Regions from separate parts of the Mus musculus genome. Here all the other regions are linked to region 1. A link is a contact called in public HiChIP or PLAC-seq and promoter capture Hi-C data. All regions are on one chromosome and are shown on one strand. Each heading gives the region's core, a stretch centred on a gene start, on an enhancer-like site or on the middle of the called end of the contact. The rest is flanking DNA. Distances are from core to core; before and after follow the strand shown.

Region 1 (2,999 bases), core at 128-2,627:
AAGGCTCACAGCCATCTGTACAACTATAGTGTACTCACATACATTAAATAAATAAATAAATAAACAAACAAATCTTTTTTAAAAAGAGTCAGAAAAGAGAGACAAGTTTACTCAGAGGGTAGGCTCTGAGTTAGGAAGACCTGGCTCTGTGCAGGGTGGGGAGTGGGAGATCAGTCAAACTTACTATCTCAGCTGGGTAGAAAAGAGTCAGAAATTCAGGGTCACCCTCAGCTATAATGTCAACTTCAAGACCAGCCTGGGCTTCATGAGATTGTCTTTAAAAAGTAAGAGTAAGTCGTGATGGGCCATGCCTTTAGGCCCTGCACCAGGGAGACAGAGGCAGGAGAATTTCTATGAGTTCAATGCCAGTCTGGTCTACAACTGTGAGTCCACGCTACTCAGGGCTACCTAGAGATCCCCAGTCTCGACAACAACAACAAGAGGCTCAAGAGGGTCTCAGCAGATAAAGGTGCTTACTGCAGAGCTCGGTGACCTGAGCTTGATTCCTGAACATACTTGGAAGGACTTGTGGTACAAGCTTTTCCCTAATCTGCACTCGAGTGGTGTGGAAGGCACATATATGCACATGCTCCCTCTCACAGAGCTACACCCTCTCACCCTCGCATTCTATTTTTATTAGGCTGTGCTGGGCCTGCTTACTTTGAAGCCCTTTAATAAAAAAACAAAACAAACAAACAACAACAAAAACAAGACATAATAACAGGGAAAAGAGGTATGACGGTATTTTGAGGCTTAGCTCTACTAGGTTGACTCGCTCTCCAGGGTCTCATGTAATGCAGTCTGGTCTTGAGCTTCTGACCCTTCTGCCTCCACTTGCCAGTTAGTGGGATTACAAGTCTGTACTAACACTACCGGCTTATGCGGTGGTGGGGCAAGCACTTTACCAACTGAGCCACACCTCCTGCCCCCTTACCCGACTTTTAAACGTCTGCATTAGAGCTACACCCACAGAGAGACCTGGGACCCTAGGTCGCCCCTTGCTTCCTCTCCCCAGGCCTTTAGATCCTCCGTTTTCGCATCTGAGCTTGGACAAAGTCCCTCAGGTCCAATTTCCACCCGGCTTCCGGGTTTCCTATGAGGGTTGAACAGAAACTCACTCTGAGCGTTCTAAGCGGCGAGCCCCTAGTGAGACGTCCTCAGAGTCGAGGGACCGCGGCTCCAGAGACAGCGTTCCTGCCCTCAGCACAGACTACGGAGATCCCGCGCAGGCGCACTTGCGTCGCCGCCTCTTGTGTAAGATACAGAACCGAAAGAAACAGGCGATCGGTCGGCGGCTAGTCAGGCCTGAAGGAGTGGCCGGACTCTGAGCTCCGTTGGCTGAGTCTGGATGGGAAAAAAGGGCCGGCGCGGGCTCCAGCGCTCCCGGCATCCCTCGCGGGGCGGCGGCTGCGGCGGCGGCGGTGGCGGCAAGCGAGAAGGGGACGGGGAGAGGTAGCGTGAGTTGCGGAGAGCGGCTGAGAGACCTGAGGGGGAGCTGGGCCCGAGGCCGCCGCCGCCGCCATGCAGGAAATAATCGCCAGCGTAGATCACATCAAGTTCGACTTGGAGATCGCCGTGGAGCAGCAGCTCGGGGCGCAGCCGCTGCCCTTCCCCGGCATGGATAGTGAGTGCGGGGCCCGGCGGGTGGGTGGGCGAGTCTGATTCTGACCAGAGGTTACCCCAGCCCTGGGCCCTGGAACCCGGGACCCTCGCCTAGTTCCTCCGCTTCCGTCCTGGGACTTCCCGGTGTCACTTGAACTCGGGGAGACCTTTCCTTGGATCCTTGATCCCCGGGGACTGCTCCGTGGCAATCCTCGGGACAGCAGGACTGTGTCGGTTGTTCGCGTAATTCTCCAGTGAACGCGTGTCATCCTGAAGTGGAACTGCCTTCTCCCATCCTGCTCCAACTTCAGCAAAGTCTTAGAATGTCCCCCATTTCCACCTCTTAGCGTGCTCCTCTCTACTTTCATCAGAACTAGGCGGTAGAAGAGTCTGAGTGTATCTGACTGTCGAAGACTCCAAGTAGACCCTCATATTCCAGGCTTGCTTTAGTCTAGCTCCTGGGAAATCCTTCCCTGTCCTGGAATTGTCCGTTTTCCTCACTACCCCACCTCCGGGTCACCTGTCCCAACTCAGGCCCCCAGCGAACCTTTAGACCGAGCTATATTTACTGTCCCTCTTCATGTGATGAGATGGTTTTCCTGTTCTGGTGGGATATATCTTCCGTTTGGGGGAGCTGCTTCAATTCAGACAGAACTGTCCTCTTTGGCCAGGTCGTCCTTGCACATATGTCTACTCTTTGTTGTTGTTGTTTTTCGAGACAGAGTTTCTCTGTATAGCCCTGGCTGTCCTGAAACTCACTCTATAGATCAGGCTAGCCTTTTAAGCACTAGGTTTTTACTCAATTTGATGGCACTGCCTTGAGACCATGGAACATTTGTGTGGGGCAATAGATCCACAAACCTGTGGAGGCAAGTGTGCACTTGAAGTAAAGATTTGGGTTTCTTTAAAAAACACAGAAATAGCCGGGCAGTGGTGGCGCACGCCTTTAATCATGGCTCTTAGGAGGCAGAGGCAGGTGGATTTCTGAGTTCAAGGCCAGCCTGGTCTACAGAGTGAGTTCCAGGACAGCCAGGACTACACAGAGAAACCCTGTCTTGAAGGGAAAAAAACAAAAACAAACAAACAAAATCCAGAACCCAGAAAACTACAGAAATAGGAATATATTTTTATTTTAATCCCAGATATGGGATCTGGGGCTGCTTCAGATTTTCCATAGCAGCTGACTATGATTTGCCTCATTCCTTAGCAGGAGTGTGATACTGCCAATGGCAGATAGTTTTTGCCATTGTGTGGCATTTGGAATTCGGAGGACTCTTAAGAGGGTATATAAATGCTAGGGCCCCAAGAATGTGGGTTGTTGGTTGGTTGAGAGTTGTTAAGTAGTTGTGCACAAAAAAGGAACAACAAGAAATTAGATACCCTGACAGCAAAGACCA
Region 2 (2,999 bases), core at 280-2,779, 1.9 Mb after region 1:
CAGGCTAGCCAAGGCTACAGAGTGAGAAGAAGAAAAATTGATTCGATAAAGCCACGCGGAAGCGTCCTTAAGGCTCCTGGCAAACACACACTCTTAAATGCAAACGGAAATACTAGAACACTCCATTAAAAAGTCCTTGCGTGAAACGTGGCAGAAAGCTTTGAAAAGCCAGCGATGTCTTTCCCAAGAGGTGCTTTGTGCGCAAATGCTTCCAAATCGGGACTCATATTTTGGAAATTATACCCCCCACGCTCCCAAACATGTCAAATCTGAAGAGAAAGGTGAGAATTCCCCCGCAACAGGCTGGGGCAAGGAGGAGGGTGCCTCTCTGCTCATCCCTTCCAGGAAACAAAACCAGAGGGCAACTAGCTAGCGCCACTCTGGCTCCAGACAACGTGCAGACGCAAAGTGCAAGAACTCGTTCCCAAACCTCCATGTCTTGAAAAGCGAGAGGCGCGCAGACCTGCATCGGGGTTCCTGGAACCCGCACCCGCACCGGGCCGGGCCAGACAGCACGCGGCCCCCAGCGGTCCCCCAGATGGTCCCCCCTACCCTGACGCCACACCCCGTCACCGCCCGCACCTGAGGCGAAGTAACTCACTGAGGGAAAGCGGCGGGCTCCCCGCGGGAGCGCTGACGAGGACGCCGCCCGGCTCCGCTCCGCTGGGACTCGCCGCCGCCGATTTCCTGGCGAGAAGCAAAGTCCGGCCAAGACTTTACTTCTCAACCGCCCCTGCTGCCTTTCCCCTAGGGGGCGAGCGCAGAGGCCCAACCCGACACGCACCTGAGCCAATCAACGGCGGACAAAGGCGGGACTAAGAGCGGGCTCGGAGCCTCTCGACCAATCAAGGAGTTCGAGGGGCCGAGTCGGCCCTGCTCATCACCCCCGTGTTAGAGTGAGCGCGTTCCGCCCTCCGCCATCGCTCCCGGCCGGATTCTCCCTCTCAGACACACAGAGAAAACGCTCGGGAAGTGTCTGCGTGCACCCCTGGAGCGCCGCGCCGGGCGTGGGACAGCTGAAGGGAGGGGAGGGCTGCGGGACCAGGCTGAGGGAGAACAGGTGGCGGGGGGCGGCTGACGTGTAGGTGTGCAGGGCGAGGGGACAGCTGGGTGGGGCGGGGACCCAGCCTGGCCAGGGTCAGGTGGGAGCTGGGAGGATGCACCTGAGAAGAAGGGCGGTTCCTTGGGATCAAAGGGAAAAGGAGCTGCCAGTCCCACAGCGTGAGCTCCCGAGGAAGGAGGGCGGTGCTCCAAACTCTCACTTCTCTCGCAAAAGAAAGACCATCGCAGCCCTTGCACCTAGTGGAGATGTACATTTGCACCCCAGGGAGAAAAATTTTTAAAACCCACAGTATCGTCAGGAGAGTCATCTCTGCACAACAGTCTCTCTGCTTTTTCAAGGTGCCCCATGAAAGGCCCCTGAGGACTCAAGTCCTGGGAATAGCCAGCCCTGGGGCAGTCGGGTTCCTGGAGAGCCTAGCAGGCCAGAGATCCGACTCTGACTCTTTTTAAATAGCAGGTGTCTCGGGGCGACAGGTGAGAGCCTATGCTCTTCAGTGGCACTTGGGGACCGGCTGGCTGTGCCCGGCAGCTGGCTTAGCTTCCGCAGTTCCAGGTGAACCGTCCTGCCCGCGCCTGGGCGTGGTCGGGGGCGGGACCCGGTTTAGCCCCGCCCACAGAGGGCCCTGCCGCGCCGCTGCGGCTCCGCCCCCCTCCTTCCGTCATCCGCTTCTTCCGTCGGTGGTTTCTTCCTTCCTGCCTTGTCCCGCACCTTTCGCGACATGGGGAAGAGCTTCCATTTCGCCAGCGCCACCTGAGGATTTCCTGGAGCCGCCACCCCCACCTCCCGCGATGGAAGACGATCAGGAGCTGGAGAGGTAAGGGTGGAGGGGAAGAGTGGAGTGGGGCGGCGGGTCGGGCCAGCGAAGCGGGTGGCGAAGGGGCACGCGGCCGACTGCGGCCCGGCGTGGCGGCTAGGCCTGACCCCAGGCGCTGGGGAAGGAAGGAGAGAGAGTAGAGCGGGCCGGGTTGGGAAGAGGGAGGAGCCGTGGGTTTATTTGTAACAGAAAAGCCCAGAGGGATGCTAGCCATCCGGGAGGGGAGAGAAGTTGGGAATCATGCTGTAAGTCCCAAACTGCCACCACCCCCATTAGAACTGCCTCGTTGTAAGGTCACGCACCGGGCCAGCCGTCCCGAGTGGCGGGCCTGGCGTGTTTAAGTTGGCTAAAGTTACTGCAACTCCGCTCTGTGCAGACTGCTCGTAAATTCTCTCTGTCCACCAAATTCTCCCTCCTATTAAACTTTTCACTTCCTTTAACTTAGTAGTTTCCTTACCTCTTTCAAATGGGAGCCGTAACTGAGCCTGCCACCCTGATAACTTGTGGTTGCCATTTTTATGCTAAAGTAATCGTGTTTTTTATACCTGTCAACTCCCTTTTCATCTTGCAGCAGGGCCTACCCTATTGTAACTCTGCCCCTTTCTTTTGCTCTATCCCAAGAAAGATTTTGCAAACATTTAACTTGGTGGGGTTTTTTTTTTTTTCTGAGATGACACCCCTCCCCCTCTTTGCTGGAGTCAAATGAAGTAGGGAAAAACTGGAGTTAAATATCTATGGCTAGAAGTGTGGAGGCAGGAGAATGAGGCAGTGAATCATAAAAAGTTAATCAGAAAACGATATTCCATGTGATCTTATTCTTACAAAAAAAATATGTGTGTAGAAAAATATCAGGATTGAAGACCTCAATGGCTGAAGGCGAGAGGAAGACAGCCCTGGAAATGGTCCAGGCAGCTGGAACAGATAGACAGTGTGTGACATTTGTCCTGCACGAGGAGGACCATACACTAGGAAACTGTCTGCGGTACATAATCATGAAGAACCCGGAAGTGGAATTTTGTGGTTACACTACGACCCATCCTTCAGAGAGCAAAATTAATTTGCGAATTCAGACCCGGGGTGCCCTTCCAGCTGTTGAGCCGTTTCAGAAAGGCCTGAATGAGC
Region 3 (2,999 bases), core at 286-2,785, 1.8 Mb after region 1:
GTTCAAGGGCAGTTTGGTCTACAGAGTTCCAGGACAGGAGGGCTACACAGAGAAACCCTGACTCGAAAAAAAACAAAAACAAAAAACAAACAAACAAAAAAACCTTTCAATACTTTTCTGCTAACATTCTTCAGTATGAACCCAATTAGAGTATCTCTAAGCTGTAATGTATTACAATGTTTTATTTTTAAAATTGCTACTTGAGTTCCAAACTTGAGTTTCCTAATACAATATCAACAACAACAGTAATAATAAATAATAAATTATGGCTTGTGATTAGTACGGGAGTTCCAATAATTTCTAAAGTGAGCCTAAACACACTAACACTATTCATCAGTGCAGCCTTCACAACACTAAAAATTATGAAACTGTATCAGTTAACTCGGAAACGTGTTGACTATGCTCACAGCCTACACTATCTAATACTAAGCAAAGATTCAGGGCCAGCCAGATGGCTCAGTGGGTAAGGGTGCTTGTGTGTCTGTCTGCCTGTCTGTCTGATGTGTCTGGGCACCCATGCCATGGTGCCAGTGTGGAGGTCAAAGGACAACCTTGTGGACTGAGTTTTCTCCTTCCACCTTTAGGTTCCAGACACTGAACTCTGCCTTGCCTACTGAGCAGCTCTTCAACCTAATGATACTGATTTCTTTTTTCTTTCCTTCTCTCTGAGACAGGATCTCACTATGGAGACCAGGCTGGCCTCCAATTCACAGATCAGCCTGCCTCTGCCTCTGCCTCCGAGGGATAAGGCTTTATTCCTGACGGGATATGGCCTGACGGGAGCTTATTTCTACCACTTATTTCTTTACTTTTTTTCTGAATCGTTACACTTCATAATCACAAGCTCACATTGACATATTGAGGGCTTATATTCACTCCCGAAGGAAAGGATGGGTTCTAGTAGAATCCATATTTTGCGAAAATGACGTTGGCTTCATCCTATGACTGAATTCTCTCACCTTCAATTCCGGAAGGAATTTCAAAAGTCCTGACACGGCGAGCGGTGCACGCCTTTAATCCCAGCACTTCGGAGGTAGAGGCAGGAGGATTTCTATAGGTTTGAGGTCAGACTGGTCTACCGAGTGCGTTTCAGGACAGCCAGAGATAAATAGTGAGACCCTGTTGCAAAAACATCAAAAATTAAAGGAAAAAAAAATCCCAAAACGCTCACAAGGGGTCCGCAGCAGACACGCCCACCAGGACGCCATGCCACCAGGATGCCAGTTGTCCTACGCCCCCACCTTGCCCCCCAAATCCGTGGAAGGAGCGTGCGCGCGCACACAAACAGCGAAACTGGCTAGGCTGGCGAGCAAGTGATTATTGGCAGCTCGGCAACTGGTCTCGACTCCGAAGGCTGGTGCTGCCGCCACCCCACGTCCACGGAGGGCTCTCTGCACAGAATGTTCCCAGGACATGCATTCCCACCTCAGCCCCGTCGCCAAGCCCTCACCTCAGCGTTACCTGGGCCGGGGTAGGCGAGCAGGAAGAACTAGCAGGTCCGTACCTGGACTCCGCCGGAGCACCGCGTCGGCTTCCGTAGCAGGCGGAACTTCCTGAGTCCCTTAAAGGGAGGGTGCAGCTGCGGCCTGCGGATTCCACTAATGGAATAAAGCCCTCCGACAAAAAAAAAAAAAAAAAAAAAAAAAAAAAAAAGAATCGTGCAGCAGGCCTGAGTGAAACTGAGAGATTTGCTACTAACCTGCTGCTCCAAAGGCCAAGTGAACGCTAAAATATAGAGTCCCTGGAACAGTCACTGCATCGCTTCCGCCAGTTACATTAATAATGTTGAATAATGCCTTCTACAGTGCTAGACAACTGCAGGGCGGTGTTAAACTATTGCCACCTGCGGATCTGGTTTAGTGGAAGCTCTAGCTGGGTAGCAGGGTGCAACCCTCGCTCTCAAGATTGCTCTCTTCTGAGAAAAAGAGATGGATTCAGGTTCGATTACTGTCAGAACTGGGAGAAATCATAACAGACCACCCACATGTGGGATGATTGACCGCATTGGCCAGAGTCAGGCAAGAGGATGGTCAGAAACTTCGAGCCCCTGGGTGTTGCACTTTCAGGCTATTGGGGCCCTGCACCCTTGTTACCAAGCTGTTGACTGTCCCCTACTTTGGCGTTAAGTCCCTGCTTTTCCCCATTCTTCAACAGGGAACTCCTTAGAGAAGCCGCTGAATGTCCCTCATTTACAGACTACGTGTCTATAACATATAATTTATACATCTTGTCTTGTTTAATCCTCACCAAATAACTCAATCAGGGTAATATCTGATTGCAACTATTACTGGTACATCAAAATACCATCCTTTTATTGCAGGTGAGGAACCTGGGTCATCCTTAAATAGCTTTAGAGCCGCATCCAAGTCTCCCTTTCTTCATCAGATCACAGCCTCTGGCCCATGAGCCTTGTATCTGTGACAGGCAAAAGCTGAAGCAATTCTTTATGATCCAAAGGCCAGGGCTGGGCTCTGCATGTCAGCCATTCCTAAGTGAAATGAAGAATTACAGATACTTTTTATTCTGCCAGCATTAGTCCTCCATGGGACGATAGAAGCATAGTTGTGCAAATAAAGTGTGGAGACCACCTCTTGGATAGACAGGTCCATAACAGTTGTAAGTGCTCACATTTGTGATAAAGTTTCCATAAGCACCACAGTTCTAAACACTTAGCCTGTATTGAGTTAGTTTAATCCTCAAGACACCCTCATGATACACTGCCATCACTACCCATTTTTAAAAAGATTTATTTATTCATTATATATAAGTACACTTCAGACACCCCAAAAGAGGGCATCAGATCTCATTACGGATGGTTGTGAACCATCATGTGGTTGCTGGGATTTGAACTCAGGACCTTCGGAAGAACAGTGCTCTTAACCGCTGAGCCATCATCTCTCCAGCCCCATCATTGCCCATTTTATAGATGAGGAGACTGAACATGGAGAAGATACATGACTCGTCCCATCATTACACCCTGATCAGAATCAAGAATGTAA
Region 4 (2,999 bases), core at 286-2,785, 1.7 Mb after region 1:
GATTGGTAAAGTCTAAAACAATGGCCCAGAGCAAGAACATGTTTAATCCTGGCGTTAATTTTTGTATAGTACCTTTATGTTCTCAACTCTTAGGCAAGCACTAGTATCATTTTGATTACACTCAACCCAAATCAACTAAAGTAAGTAATATGCTAAAGAACAGAAAAATCAGGCCAGATATGATGGTGTCCACCTTTAATCGCAGCACCCAGAATGCAGAGGCAGGCAGATCTCAAAAAGCAGAGGGAGACAGATTCCTCTGAGTTCCAAATAAGTCATAGCCACACAATGAGACTCTATCTCAAAATCAAACAAAAATTGCCTTGGGGATAAAATTTTGTTATGACCAAGATAAAAATTAATTATAAGTAACCGTACATAATTTGGTCATAGATATTAAAGTTTGCTCAATAATTGAAGCCTCGGATTAAACTCCTGGTTAATTAAATCAGTTATGTTTTTCACACACTGAGATAGGGCTTCAGTCTTTTTTTTTCTTTTTTTTTTTTTTTTTGGTTTTTCAAGAGAGTTTCTCTGTATAGCCCTGGCTGTCCTGGAACTCACTCTGTAGACCAGCCTTGGCCTCGAACTCAGAAATCCGCCTGCCTCTGCCCTCCCAAGTGCTGGGATTAAAGGCCTGCGCCACCACGCCCGGCTAGGGCTTCAGTCTTATTACAGAACCTTCCAATTAAATGGTCATCATGTAGGGATTTCAAACAGCAGAACCTAACCCTGGCTGGATATGTCACTCGCTGGATTTTAGCGAATTTATTATTGGGGTTTATTAGCCGGATACAGTGGTTTTCAGAGTTCATAAATATTCAAGGATGAAGCTTGGAAGCAGGCAGAAGACTCCGGTCAGCAGGCTGTCCGTGAGCATGGCTTGGCAGAGATCTCAGCTTAAGACGTGCACTCACTCCAGCCTCCTGGCTGAACCAGCACGCTAGTTTCTTGTTTTGCTGAAGGTGGGAATTACCTTCCCAAGAACGCATACTAAGGACAGAAATTAATGTCTCCAATTTTAAGTGGGGCACTACTGCATATGTGGAATGACGATCCGAATAGCTATTATAAAAATAACAATGTTCATCTCTCAAAGTCCTCATCTATTATTCGAGCGCTCGTAATATCCAATTCGGTTATCCCCATAGATTATTAGGAATACTGCTTCCAGTATGACTGACTAAACACCCTTATCTACAGCCAGGGAGACAGGAAGGGAAGGAAAAGGCTAATGGGGTGCCTATGATGAGAGTACTTTACACACACGCCTGTCTTAAGATGTCAAAATGAAACCTATTATTTTGTACAATTAATAGACAAGATAGGCTAGTCTCTAGATAGGCTCGAGCTACAGGTATGAGAGGAAAGAAAACCAAAGTGAGGCGTTTTGTTTTGTTTGAGACAGGGTCTCGCCTATGTGGCTCAGGATGGCCTGGAAACTCAGGAGACACTAACACTAACAAGTACCACACCGCAAAACGCTGGGCAACCCAGAGAGGCGGTGCCTCCTACGTCACACGACGCAAGGTAACGTCAGCACGCTACGGAAGTCGCGTCCGGCTCCACGCCCGCGAGGGCCCCATTCCGGGATGTCTAGCAGGATGCCTGAGTGAGTTTCTGTTGGCCTGCTGCCTTTAATCTGCGCCGGGGAGCGTGTCCTCACGGCGTCTCCAGGTTATCGGGACGATGAGGTTCTCTCGACCAGCCTCGCGGGCCCGGCGTTTCTCTTCAGGCAGCTTCGCGGGCAGCCCTCGGGCCTTGTAAGAGCGCGCAGCCCCGCCCTCCTCCTTTCGGCCGCCGCAGCCATCTTCCAGGTTGGTACGCGCGTGGCTCTCTCGTCTTGTTCTCCACACACGCTGCGTGTGGCGCCCACGCCGCAGAGACTGCGTGTTAGGGGCGTGGGGAGACCGTCTGGAGGTCACTGCCCTGGGCGGTGTATGCTAGGGAGCTTCTATCCGGGGGAGCCGGGCCTGGCGCAGTCTTGGTTGCCGGGCGTCCGCCCAACCCCAGACTTGAGCATGTGCTGTCGGGCTGGGACTTAGGATTCTGCTTGGGTCTTAACGATGCCGGGGTGCCGAAGCCTGGAATTGGCTCGGGCGAGGAGGGTGCCCGCCGGGTCAGCCTGGTAATGATGTAATGGGGACCCTTCCTCTGGATACATGAAACACTTAGGAATTTTGGCCCTAGAAGACGAGCGTGGGGAAGGAAGGTAACATTAAGGCTGCTTAAGACTACAAGGGCAAGGGGTTATGTCTAGTACACCATGCTTTGGAGCTTCCCTTGTGGTTAGGAATGGCGGGTATTTCTGCCCTGGATGACTGGAGTAATCCAAACCTTGTTGGTTTGTGGGAATACACGATCTGGTTCTAAATATGTGTAGTAGGTAAGTTCGTAGATGGTGTTAAATTAGCATTTAAATTTAGTTGGAATGTGGTTTTCTATGCATGCTTCCTAATAGCATTCGAAAGTGCAGGTGTGCGATTAAGAGATTGTTGATAGAAAGCTACTGTAGTAAAATGGAATTAAACAGCATCAAAGAGGCTGAGTTTGGTGGTCTTCAAGTTACCCTGGAGTTGCAGGTTGCAATGTATTGGCTTAAGTTCTAGCATCCAGTCTGATGGTGCTAATGATAGAATTTGGCCTCTTTTGCTAAGAGGAATTGTGGGCACCCATTTTCAATTCCTGTGATTTGGAAGGTTGACGGAGGTGCTGAGGTTGAGAGGGCCTGCCCTGTGCGACAAGATGACTTTTGGGGGTGTGGTTATTGGGACAGTTAATAACATAAACTGTGAATTGTTATTTGACTGATAACTTTTCTGGTTTCAGTAACTCGCCAAAATGACGAACACAAAGGGAAAGAGGAGAGGCACCCGGTACATGTTCTCTAGGCCTTTTAGGAAACATGGTAAGTTTGTTATGTCTGTGCCTGAGGAGAAGTGGCATGTCTTAGTCTGGCTTTGCTTGTCAGAGACATTGTCCTTTACAGTGTATGTAAC
Region 5 (2,999 bases), core at 197-2,696, 1.2 Mb after region 1:
GGCCTTGTTAGAGGAGGTGCATCTCCTCGCTGTGGGGGTGGGTTTGAGGTCCTATGCTTAAGCTCCACCCAGGGCTGAAGAGAGCTCCTCCTGGCTGCCTGCAGAAGACAGAGTCTCATCCTGGCTGCCTTCAGATCAAGATGTAGAACTCTCAGCTTCCTTTCTAGCACCACGTCTGCCGGGATGCTGCCATGCTTCCTGCCATGATGATAACGGACTAGACCTCTGACACAGCCATCCAGCCCCAGTTAAACATTTGCTTTTATAAGAGTTGCCTTGGTCGTGGCGTCTCTTCACAGCGATGACACCCTAACAAAGACACCAACAGTAAGTTATATGTACTACATACTCTGTTTGACACAGTACAAGGTATCTCACTGGACATAAGCAGAGAATAAACTGAGTTTGTCAGGGAACTGGGATCTAAAAGGAAGTGACCCGATGCAGCAAGTGTCAACACTCCAGAGCCGCACCATTAAGGGTCACGGCATGTTCAGAGTTAAGTAAGTCTAGAGGCAGCTCAGGTAAGGCAAGGGGGACTGAAGTGAGAGGACTCAGTAAATGTGACTAGCAACCACAAGAAAGGCAGTCTGGATACTCCTGTATCTTCAGATTTTTGTGTCCTCCATCAATGACCTGAATGTACGTAAATACGTATGGTAGCTGCTTCCCTGGGTAAGAGCAGACGAAAAGGAGGAGAGGCAGTTGTAATTTGAATGTCAAGTTGTCTTTGGGCTGGGCATAAATATATCCCCGTGTCAGTGTTTATAATACTGGAGAGCTGACGTCTTGTTTACCTGTATATTCCAAATTGCTATGATATGGAAAGCGAGGATAGAGCTCTAAAAATCCCTTGAAAGCAGTGCAGATTTTGTGAACGGTGCGTGTTTTTTTCTGCTATCTTTGTGTCAGTGTGAACTCTGCTAAAATGTCTACCAACTGTTAGGCATTTACTACTGGCTTGTTTATCACGTCTTAAAGACCACCCGAATCAGTTTTCTTGAGCTTTTTAAATATAGCTTTCTATTTTGTGATTCGATTTGTAAATAAAGACAGAGGACATGTGTAACATTCGTGTTTTGATGCAGTAAAGCTCATTTCCTTTGGAACTTAGGAGAACACGCTATCTTCTCCCCCCCCCCCCCCGCAACCCCCACTTTCTCCTGGTCTTGTTTATTTTTGCCTCAGTTATCCCGCACTACCGGAGACCAGGATAAGTTGGTGGTTCAAGACTACCCTATTTAATAGGCTGTGTGTCTCGTAGGTGGGGAGAATAGGATTTGGAGACGGTGAAGACCAAGGGAAGAGGAATCTGAACATGAAAAAGATGGAGGGTTTTTGAACCTCCAGGGGTTAATGCCAACTGATGACAGGGCTATAATCCTATCAGGCTTGGGTGAATCCCCAGCCCTGCACCGTGTCCGAGGACATACAGGTAGGTAGACAGCCCTGTGTTACCAGGGGCCTCAAGATCCAGGTGAAGGGTAAGCTACAGGTGGGGATCCGAGGGGTCTGCAGATAGAGGAGGTACCCAGGCCCCTTGGTTACCCACCTTGGAGGAGGAGGCCTGAGGATGCGCCGCCTTCTCCGCAACGCCCCGCCCCCGCAGCGCCTACGCTGCCCTCTCCCGTTGGCTCTCCATTGGCCGCAGAGCTCGCCAATCCAGCCCCCTGGCCGTGAAGGGGGCGTGGCCGCGCGGTGCCGGGCCGGGGGCCGCGTCTGTCGCCGCTGCGCGCTGCGGTGCGGGCGGCAGGACGATGAAGCCGGGAGCGCGGCGCGGTGAGTGCGGCTGTGGTCCTTCCCAGGCTCCGGGCCGACCTCCGGGGGACGCGGGGCGGGATTCCGGGGGTGCCGCGCTCGGGCTGCCGACCTGCCCTGGTCCCTCCCGGCCGCAGGTGGCGCCGCATCCTCCTTGCGCATCCTTCATCCCGATTGCTCCCGTCCCGCGTGCGGCCTGGCCTGCGCTGGGGTCCTGCGGGCCGCGTGCACCGAGGCTCCGGCTGCTCCCGGCCTGGTCCATGGCGCAGCCTCCCGGACAGCTCATCTTTCCCCCCTCTGGCTTTGGTACTTCCCAGCAAATGCCGGTTTTCCCTCTTGGTTTGGCCTCTCTGCAGTGGAGAGCAGAGTTCTTAATTATTGAGAAACTATGGGATAGGCCTGGGGTTAAAGGTAGCCGGTCATCTTCTTGGCTGATGTTTAGAGGAATAGGAATTTTTAAAAATCATTTAGGGACTGGTTTTGATATGGTGATTATCTCCTAGCAGTAATTTTTTTTTTTTTTGAGTTTTCAAAAGCCGAAGGTTAGAAAGGGTCCTTTTTATTTCGCATCGAAGCTCTTAAATTCAAATGCCTAATGGGGTATGACATTTTGACTTTTAAGATTCTGAACGCACGTTTTTGTAAGGGAGGGAGGCCGACTATTTGAAATGTTTTCCATTTTGAAAGTTTGGCTTGTCTAAAACTGCGAAAATACCTGCGACTCTACAGCAAACCGAGTTCAGAGTACTTGACTTGTTTCGCTGTCTCGTCTAGGGCAAATTCTCCTGGGCACGGACTGTTTTTGTGTATGCTTTACCAAACTTTCCTATTCAAGCAGCGAGACAATGCAGGCAGTGGCTCTTTTCAGTCCGTCCTTTCATCTGCTTGAGAGGTTAAACCGGAGCGAGCTGGTTTGACCTTTCCCAAAGGCAGTTAAAGATCATGTCTTCTCTGCTTCCTTCTCCCAGGGTTCGGATAGCTGTCTTGTAGCGCTCAGTTTCCTGAATTTAAAAGCTCCGCTGAGTTGATTTTAAGAAAGTTGTGCTGTTTTAGATGTTCAAAGCTCACTGGATTGCAAAGGCGACTTACCGCTTGGACCCGTATACCAAACAGAACCTTGCTCTAGATCTGCCTGTAAATGTTACATCTGCACAGTGACACTGCTTTCTTGCATTGCTGGATCTGTTTGCTTATATTTTATAGTCTTATTGCCATTGATGGATGCTAGTAATTTCAAAAAT
Region 6 (2,999 bases), core at 217-2,716, 1.1 Mb after region 1:
TAACTGGTACTTGCTTGGGGGCTTTTCCTGCTTGCTTGCTCTGTTTTGAGGGGGGGGGGGTGGGGCAGATGCTTCAGGAGCAGAGAAGACAGCATCCTCTCTCCTCGGGCTGCCAAACTTAGAAAAGATACAGCCTTGCCTTGGTCATCCGATTCCTTTCAGAGGACTTCAGGCTGAATGCAGTTTGGAGTGGGTGGCCCCAGGGCTGATACAGCTCCAAGCCAGTAGCTTGTGCTTTCTGAACGTGGTGCAGTTTCTGCAGATCAGCCCTGCTCTCCCGATTTTCCCCTTGGCGAAGCAGAGAAGGTGAAAAGTGTAAGGTGGAGAGGGTGGCTGTGCCTGCAGATGGGGCTAGTGTCTCCAGAGTCCTGGATTTACCTGCATGGGTGGCCAGGCCTTTTGAGAGGGCCTGAGGTGGCACCCACAGCGTCCCCCACCACTCTGGGAACTTGACTCAGCTTTACACACATCTCCAGTGGCACTAGGTATAGAGGCTGACAGAAGAGAGTGGCTAGATCGTAGTTTTTTCTTATCCCAGAGGAAATCCCGTGGTCATTTGGAGTTTTGATGTTAATTCTAAACAGTGGGCCTTTCTAGTAAGTTCAGTAAGCTGTCTGCCCTAATAACACCCACAAACAAATAGCCAGGAACATGACTCACCCCATTCCTGTCCCTCCCCGTAGCTGTGCACCACACCTGTAGATACCACGCCTATACGTATGATTTTCCTCTAGTCTATGGTACTTGGTTTAAATGCAAATTAAACTTGAGACTAAATCAGTGTTTTATATTGAAAATTACAAAGTTTGACGATGCTGGAGGCTGGTGTTTTCCTCTGATGTCTCTCCTGCTTATCTTGGGGTAAATAAAGCTAATATTGAGTGATAGGCGGGGGTCAGCAAACAGACCCTAAATTCCCAGGAGGGTCAGCACGGACCTACATCCTAGAAACTGATCCACCTTTGAATTCTGAAGTTGCATAAGCCATTAAACACTCTAACTTTCGAGGTATTTTAACTGGCTTCTGCCATTTCCAGCAGAAAGAGGCAGGCGGGCCGGGGACTGCTCACTGCTTACACATGTGCCGTGTTCCTCCTTCAGTGGAGGTTTAGTGGGTAAGTATTATATACCAGATGAAAATTAAGCCATGCGCTTAAATCGACTTTCTGATGCTCAAAAATGTATCCTGTTGCCGTAGTTTTCCTGGGTCCCACTTCCTCTCTACGCTTCCGTGTTTATTCTGTGCCTCTGAGAGTTTATGAGAGTCTCAGTCATCCTGGAGACAAAGGCGACATTTACTTCCTGACGATGTGTTCCAAACGTACTCTCTGGTTGCAGGGCCCTCTCAACACTCATTTCTCAGCTCATTTATTTATTTAGGAGCTGCACAATCCCAGCCTTGTCCCTCTGTTGGGAAAAGACTCTACTGTGCTCACACGGCAGTGACCCGGTTACAAATGTTTTGTCTCAGTCCCGGCCAAAGTCTCTTCTGCATTCCTAAGTCTCAATGACACGCTTATTCTTACACAGAACCCACTGTCTGCCTCCACCTGGAAGCACTTGATTGAGTCACCAGCCCCCAGGGACAGGAGGAAGCAGGAGTCTAAATGGTAATTACACAGCCAGGTGACCTTCATTGAGCGGTGGCTTGAGAGCAAAGTGGTTCTAAATGCTCAAAAGATTTGGTGTTGAGCCAACCTATTTCTTGCTCAGCTTTCCTGGGAAATTGGGAGTGCAGTGCTCACAGTGTGTGAGATTTAAAGAGGAGGCGTGGCAAATGCAGGCATTTATATCCCTGGCTCGAAAAAGCAGAGGGACCAAGACACTAGAGTCCACCGAGAGGTTGTTTTTTATTGCGAATAGCTTTGGCTCATTTGCAGGTCAAGAACAGCCAATAAATATGGCGAAACAGCAGGTGTTCTAAAGAAAGCCTGGGTCAGCAGGACTCCCAGTAGAGGGGGGAGGACACCAACCCACCCATAAAACCTTCCACCCCAAGTTAGTCCTTCCTACAAGAAGTGCAGGGATAAAGTTGGAGCGGAGACTGAGGGAATGGCCAACCAATGCCTGGCCCAACTTGAGACCCATTCCATGGGAGAAATCCAACCCATGGCACTATTAATGATTCTCTGCTATGCTTGCAGACAGGAGCCTAGCATAACTGCCTTCTTCACCCAGCAGCTGACCGAAACACAGCCAAACATTAGATGAAGCTTGGAAAGTCTTGTAGGAAGAGTTGGGAGAAGGATTGAGGGCCCTGGAGGGAATAGGAACTCCACAGGAAGACCAACAGAGTCAACTAACCAGGACCCTTGGGGCTCCCAGAGACTGAACGACCAACCAAGGAGCGAGCATGGGCTGGACCTAGCCCCACCCCCCACTCCACCCTGCACATAGATGTGCAGCCTGGTGTTCATGTGGGTCCCCCCCAAATTGAAATGGGGCTGTCCTTGACTCTGCTATCTGTCTGTGGATTCTGTTTCCCTAACTGGGCTGCACTGTCAGGCTTCAGTGGGAGAGGGTGTGCCTAGTCCTGCAGTGACTTGATATGCCAGGATGGGTTGGTACCTAGGGAGGGCCTCTCCCTTCTCAGAGAAGCAGGCGAGGGACGATGGGGAAAGAGCTGTCTGAGGGAGGAACGGGGAGGAGAGGGGTGCTTTGGTTGGGATGTAAAGTGAATAAATAAATTAATGAAAAAAAAAGAAATTGAGGAGACTTACTCCTCTATTATTGCCATTGCTTTGTAAACAGACTTTTTGAAACAAAATACAAATGGTATACAATGCAAAAGAGAAAAAAAGAAAAAGCCTGGGTCTATAGTAAGAAGGAGTATGACACTGGCCGATGATGGAGTTCTGAGCTGCCTTCATGATCATCAGGGATGTCAAGCTATCTGGACAAAGGGGACATGACCCCACCCCAACCCCCACCCCCCGCCAAAGGCCAGTTGAGACTCTCAAAAGGCAATCCAGGGCCTGCTGAGCGATCATCTAAGAACA
Region 7 (2,999 bases), core at 279-2,778, 1.1 Mb after region 1:
CCTCTGAGTGTATGTACACGCCACTCCACATGTATAGTGCTCACAACTCCCAGAAGTGTGTCAGCTCCCCTGGAACTAGAGCTACAGAGGATTCTGAGCCATCACCATGCGGGTGCTAGGAATCAAATCTGGGTCATTAGAGGGCATGTAAGGCCTATAGCAGACACATTCTTGCTTTACTATCAACGACCTATTTGATATTTCTGCCAATTTATCTGCCTGTGTGTATAAGCGTATTTTGTTTGTTTGTTTGTGTTTTCCGTGACAGGGTTTCTCTGTGTAGCCCTGGCTGTCGTGGAACTCACTCTGTAGACCAGGCTCGCCTCAAACTCAGAATCCTGCCTGCCTCTGCCTCCCAAGTGCTGGGATTAAAGGTGCGCGCCACCACGCCCGGCTATAAGCATTCTTGTGTATGCACAGATGTGTGCAAGTATAAGCATGAGTGCATACGTCTGGAGTCTAGAGGTTGATGTCTATCATGGAACCTTGAGAGCATACCATTTCAGTAAGGCTAGCCGGTCATCCTGCTGCAGAGATCCTGCCTTTTTTATTATTTATTTTATTTATTTATTTATTTATTTATTTTTTGTCTCCCTTGCTTTAGTATTACAGGCACACTTAAACATGTGTGGATTAAAAGCTTTTTTTTTTTCCTCTTTAAACAGGTGTCTTGGCTTTTTTGGTGGCAGACTGTTACCTGTAAGTTGATATAAATCTTTCCCTCGCCAAGTTATATGTGGACATGGTGTTTTATCACAGCAACAGAAATCAAATTACAACACGTGGCAAGCGTTCTAGCACTCTAACCCATCTCCCCAGTCCCCTTCACTAAGTTCCCCCCCCCACCGCCCCCCCCCCCCCCGTGGTATAAAGATGTCAAAGAAAGAAGAGAAATCTTAAATACAACCACGTAGTTTATTGTAGTATTTAGAAACAGGTTGAGGCTACGAAAGGAAAAACCTGGAGTCTTTGGGGTGGGGGTGGGGAGCAGTAATTGCCCTTTTCTAAATCCTGGAGTTCAGAAGTGACTTCAATACAAAATAACCGCCCCCCACCCCCCATCCCCCACGACCTAACAGGTGTCTTTTGCTAAGTTTATATGGGCTAAGTAAATTGGATTGTAGAGATGCGGCTTTGGGAAAAATAATCTCCATGCAGCAGAAACTCGTTGCGTGACGGACTACCAATCCCATCATGCAACGTTCTGAATTCGCGGCGTCGTGGTAAAGACTGCTTCTGCAGCCACCCGTGCACTTGAGCCTTGGAGTTTCTGGCCGCACTGGCGACTGGGTTAGTCCACGTGGTAAGTCTGTCAGCAGCTCCGCTCCGCGGCTGAGCGAGGCCCTTTCGCCTGCCGGCGTCAGAAGAGACGGCTGCCAGCTCCGGAGTCGCTCACAGGTGGGGCGGAGGCAGCGCGAGGCTTCGCGACGTTTTTACGACAGCGGCTGCCGTGTTCCGCGCTCGTCCTCTCTCTCCCTCCTCCTCCTCCTCGCCCTCCTCCTCCTCCTCCTTCTCCTCCTCCTCTCTCGGAGGAGCTACCGGCTGTTGTGTGGCGTCGCTGGTCTGTCCGGGCGGATGGCAGCCTGAGTGTTCGTGAGCGCGTGTGGGAGAAGGTGAGGCGCGGACGCGCGTGGGCGAGGAGCAGAGTCAGCCGTGGCCGCCCCGCGTCGCACCCGCAGCAGCACGCGCGGCCAACCGCGCGCGAGCCGGCGCCCCGGGAGCGCGGGGACAAGGGCGGACGCTGCTCCCCGCCCCCAGCGCGTCCCTCGGCTGTCGCGCGCCCGCGGGGACCGCCCGGCGCTCCCCTGGATGTCCCCGGCGCCCGCGCGGGGCCTCCTGCCGTCGCCTCGTGAGGCGGGCTGGTGCTGCGGCCGGCGGGTGTAGCTCGGGGGCTGCGGCTGCTGCGCGGCCCGGTCCCCACCGCGGCCCTCGGCCCCCCGCCCCAGCACCCCGGCCTTGGAGGCTGTGACAATGGACTATGACTTTAAAGTGAAGCTGAGCAGCGAGCGGGAGCGGGTCGAGGACCTGTTTGAATACGAGGGCTGCAAAGTTGGTCGAGGCACTTACGGGCACGTCTACAAGGCGAAGAGGAAAGATGGGTGAGTGTGGGTGTCGCTGCGGGTGTCCTCGAGGCTGGGAGGCAGGTGCCCGGCTCGGATGTCGGGGTCCCCACTTCCTCCAAGACTGCCTCTGTCCTGGCCAGCCTGCTTTGGGGAGGAAGTGGTGTCCCAGGAATCCAGACTCACAAGAAACCCTTCGTGCAAGAGGGAGACGGACCTTCTGTCTCGTGGGCAGTGTGTACCTTTTTTGCTTTTTCTTTTTTTGTGTGAATTTCTGTACAGAATAGTTTTCTTTTTTTTTAAAGAAGATGGTTATAAGATGCCCGTTTAAATAAATCTGTTCTTCTTTGGTTGATTTATCCGGTAACCTTTTGGGGACTAACTCATCTGGCTCTGGAGTGATATCCATCAGTCTGGAAGAGAAGCTCTGATCTTTTCCCCTTATCAGTTGTGATCAGTTGGTGGCCAAATTTGGATTTGATGGGAGAAAGAAGACATCGAGTAAATGTGGGTCTGTAGAGTTCCATGAAGGATCATCTGTAATGTAAATGTAGCAGTTGCTATTCAGGTATCATTAGCTGTGAGTTTTTATATAGAACAATGGGGATTTGGTGCAGAGTGGATGGTGTGTGGGGAAAAAAAGCAAGTGACAGATAGGGGCTATGTTGTGCAAGCTCTTAAAGCAGAATCTATCAGCTGCCAGTGAACTTTAATCCTTTTGCTTTAAATAGCCTCTTCTAGAAAGAAAAATCAAACCTATGGCTGGTGACACTCAGTTTTGCTTCATGGATTGAGTGAAGTGAACGGGCTCCATTCTCTTTCATCAGTAGATGATTGCGCTATGACATCGCCAGAAGGGAAAGGCCTTCTTAGTTTGGGAGAAAATATTTAATAATTTCCCATTTCCCTCTTGTACAAATAGATATTATCTCTGCCTTT

The links. Promoter capture Hi-C pulls out the DNA fragments that hold promoters and counts their contacts. HiChIP or PLAC-seq counts read pairs in DNA pulled down with a chosen protein or histone mark.
Region 2: a promoter capture Hi-C map of pre-B cells shows a contact between it and region 1, with 2.7 times the contacts expected there. The contact joins the promoter of Polr1d here to the promoter of Cpsf4 in region 1. A contact is called at or near these places in 3 of 39 promoter capture datasets (the C10 cell line, cranial neural crest and pre-B cells) and 1 of 484 Hi-C or Micro-C datasets (B cells).
Region 3: a contact with region 1 is called in a promoter capture Hi-C map of second pharyngeal arch cranial neural crest. The contact joins the promoter of Mtif3 here to the promoter of Cpsf4 in region 1. A contact is called at or near these places in 3 of 39 promoter capture datasets (cranial neural crest, embryonic stem cells and second pharyngeal arch cranial neural crest) and 2 of 115 datasets of contacts at active chromatin or transcription factors (astrocytes and embryonic stem cells).
Region 4: a contact with region 1 is called in a promoter capture Hi-C map of stem cell-derived epiblast-like cells, with 3 times the contacts expected there. The contact joins the promoter of Rpl21 here to the promoter of Cpsf4 in region 1. A contact is called at or near these places in 8 of 39 promoter capture datasets (cranial neural crest, embryonic stem cells, frontonasal cranial neural crest and 5 more) and 2 of 115 datasets of contacts at active chromatin or transcription factors (astrocytes and large pre-B cells).
Region 5: an H3K27ac HiChIP or PLAC-seq map of embryonic stem cells shows a contact between it and region 1, with 5 times the contacts expected there. The contact joins the promoter of Wasf3 here to the promoter of Cpsf4 in region 1. A contact is called at or near these places in 5 of 39 promoter capture datasets (cranial neural crest, embryonic stem cells, frontonasal cranial neural crest and 2 more) and 2 of 115 datasets of contacts at active chromatin or transcription factors (both in embryonic stem cells).
Region 6: a contact with region 1 is called in an H3K4me3 HiChIP or PLAC-seq map of stem cell-derived neural progenitor cells, with 7 times the contacts expected there. The contact joins the enhancer-like site here to the promoter of Cpsf4 in region 1. A contact is called at or near these places in 2 of 39 promoter capture datasets (cranial neural crest and hippocampal neurons) and 3 of 115 datasets of contacts at active chromatin or transcription factors (embryonic stem cells, fetal liver and stem cell-derived neural progenitor cells).
Region 7: a contact with region 1 is called in a promoter capture Hi-C map of the HPC-7 cell line. The contact joins the promoter of Cdk8 here to the promoter of Cpsf4 in region 1. A contact is called at or near these places in 7 of 39 promoter capture datasets (the HPC-7 cell line, cranial neural crest, frontonasal cranial neural crest and 4 more), 1 of 484 Hi-C or Micro-C datasets (B cells), 7 of 115 datasets of contacts at active chromatin or transcription factors (the 230-238 cell line, astrocytes, embryonic stem cells and 2 more) and 1 of 9 other capture datasets (embryonic stem cells).

What each region holds. Positions count from the first base shown.
Region 1 is chr5:145,165,836-145,168,834 of GRCm38.p6, forward strand. It overlaps Cpsf4 (cleavage and polyadenylation specific factor 4), which reads left to right and starts at 1,378. Exons shown (of 8, transcript NM_001291248.1): 1 at 1,378-1,624. The coding sequence starts at 1,522. It overlaps Ptcd1 (pentatricopeptide repeat domain 1), which reads right to left and starts at 1,269. Exons shown (of 9, transcript NM_133735.2): 1 at 1,119-1,269.
Region 2 is chr5:147,075,817-147,078,815 of GRCm38.p6, forward strand. It overlaps Polr1d (polymerase (RNA) I polypeptide D), which reads left to right and starts at 1,530. Exons shown (of 3, transcript NM_181730.4): 1 at 1,530-1,877. The coding sequence starts at 1,852. Lnx2 (ligand of numb-protein X 2) reads right to left here and starts at 756. Exons shown (of 10, transcript NM_080795.4): 1 at 602-756.
Region 3 is chr5:146,962,262-146,965,260 of GRCm38.p6, forward strand. It overlaps Mtif3 (mitochondrial translational initiation factor 3), which reads right to left and starts at 1,536. Exons shown (of 4, transcript NM_001256102.1): 1 at 1,462-1,536.
Region 4 is chr5:146,831,355-146,834,353 of GRCm38.p6, forward strand. It overlaps Rpl21 (ribosomal protein L21), which reads left to right and starts at 1,536. Exons shown (of 6, transcript NM_019647.6): 1 at 1,536-1,817; 2 at 2,830-2,908. The coding sequence starts at 2,842.
Region 5 is chr5:146,383,560-146,386,558 of GRCm38.p6, forward strand. It overlaps Wasf3 (WAS protein family, member 3), which reads left to right and starts at 1,447. Exons shown (of 10, transcript NM_145155.3): 1 at 1,447-1,779.
Region 6 is chr5:146,314,060-146,317,058 of GRCm38.p6, forward strand. It overlaps Gm52832 (a long non-coding RNA gene), which reads left to right. Exons shown (of 2, transcript XR_003956008.1): 2 at 1,531-2,427. Among named protein-coding and RNA genes, the nearest start is that of Gm52832, 9.1 kb to the left of the region's middle. Within about 2 kb of position 1,467, at least 82 of the 459 cell types and tissues checked have an H3K27ac peak or open chromatin away from gene starts, as enhancers often do. A contact at or near this core is called in fetal liver and stem cell-derived neural progenitor cells, where this site is marked.
Region 7 is chr5:146,229,722-146,232,720 of GRCm38.p6, forward strand. It overlaps Cdk8 (cyclin-dependent kinase 8), which reads left to right and starts at 1,529. Exons shown (of 13, transcript NM_153599.4): 1 at 1,529-2,099. The coding sequence starts at 1,972.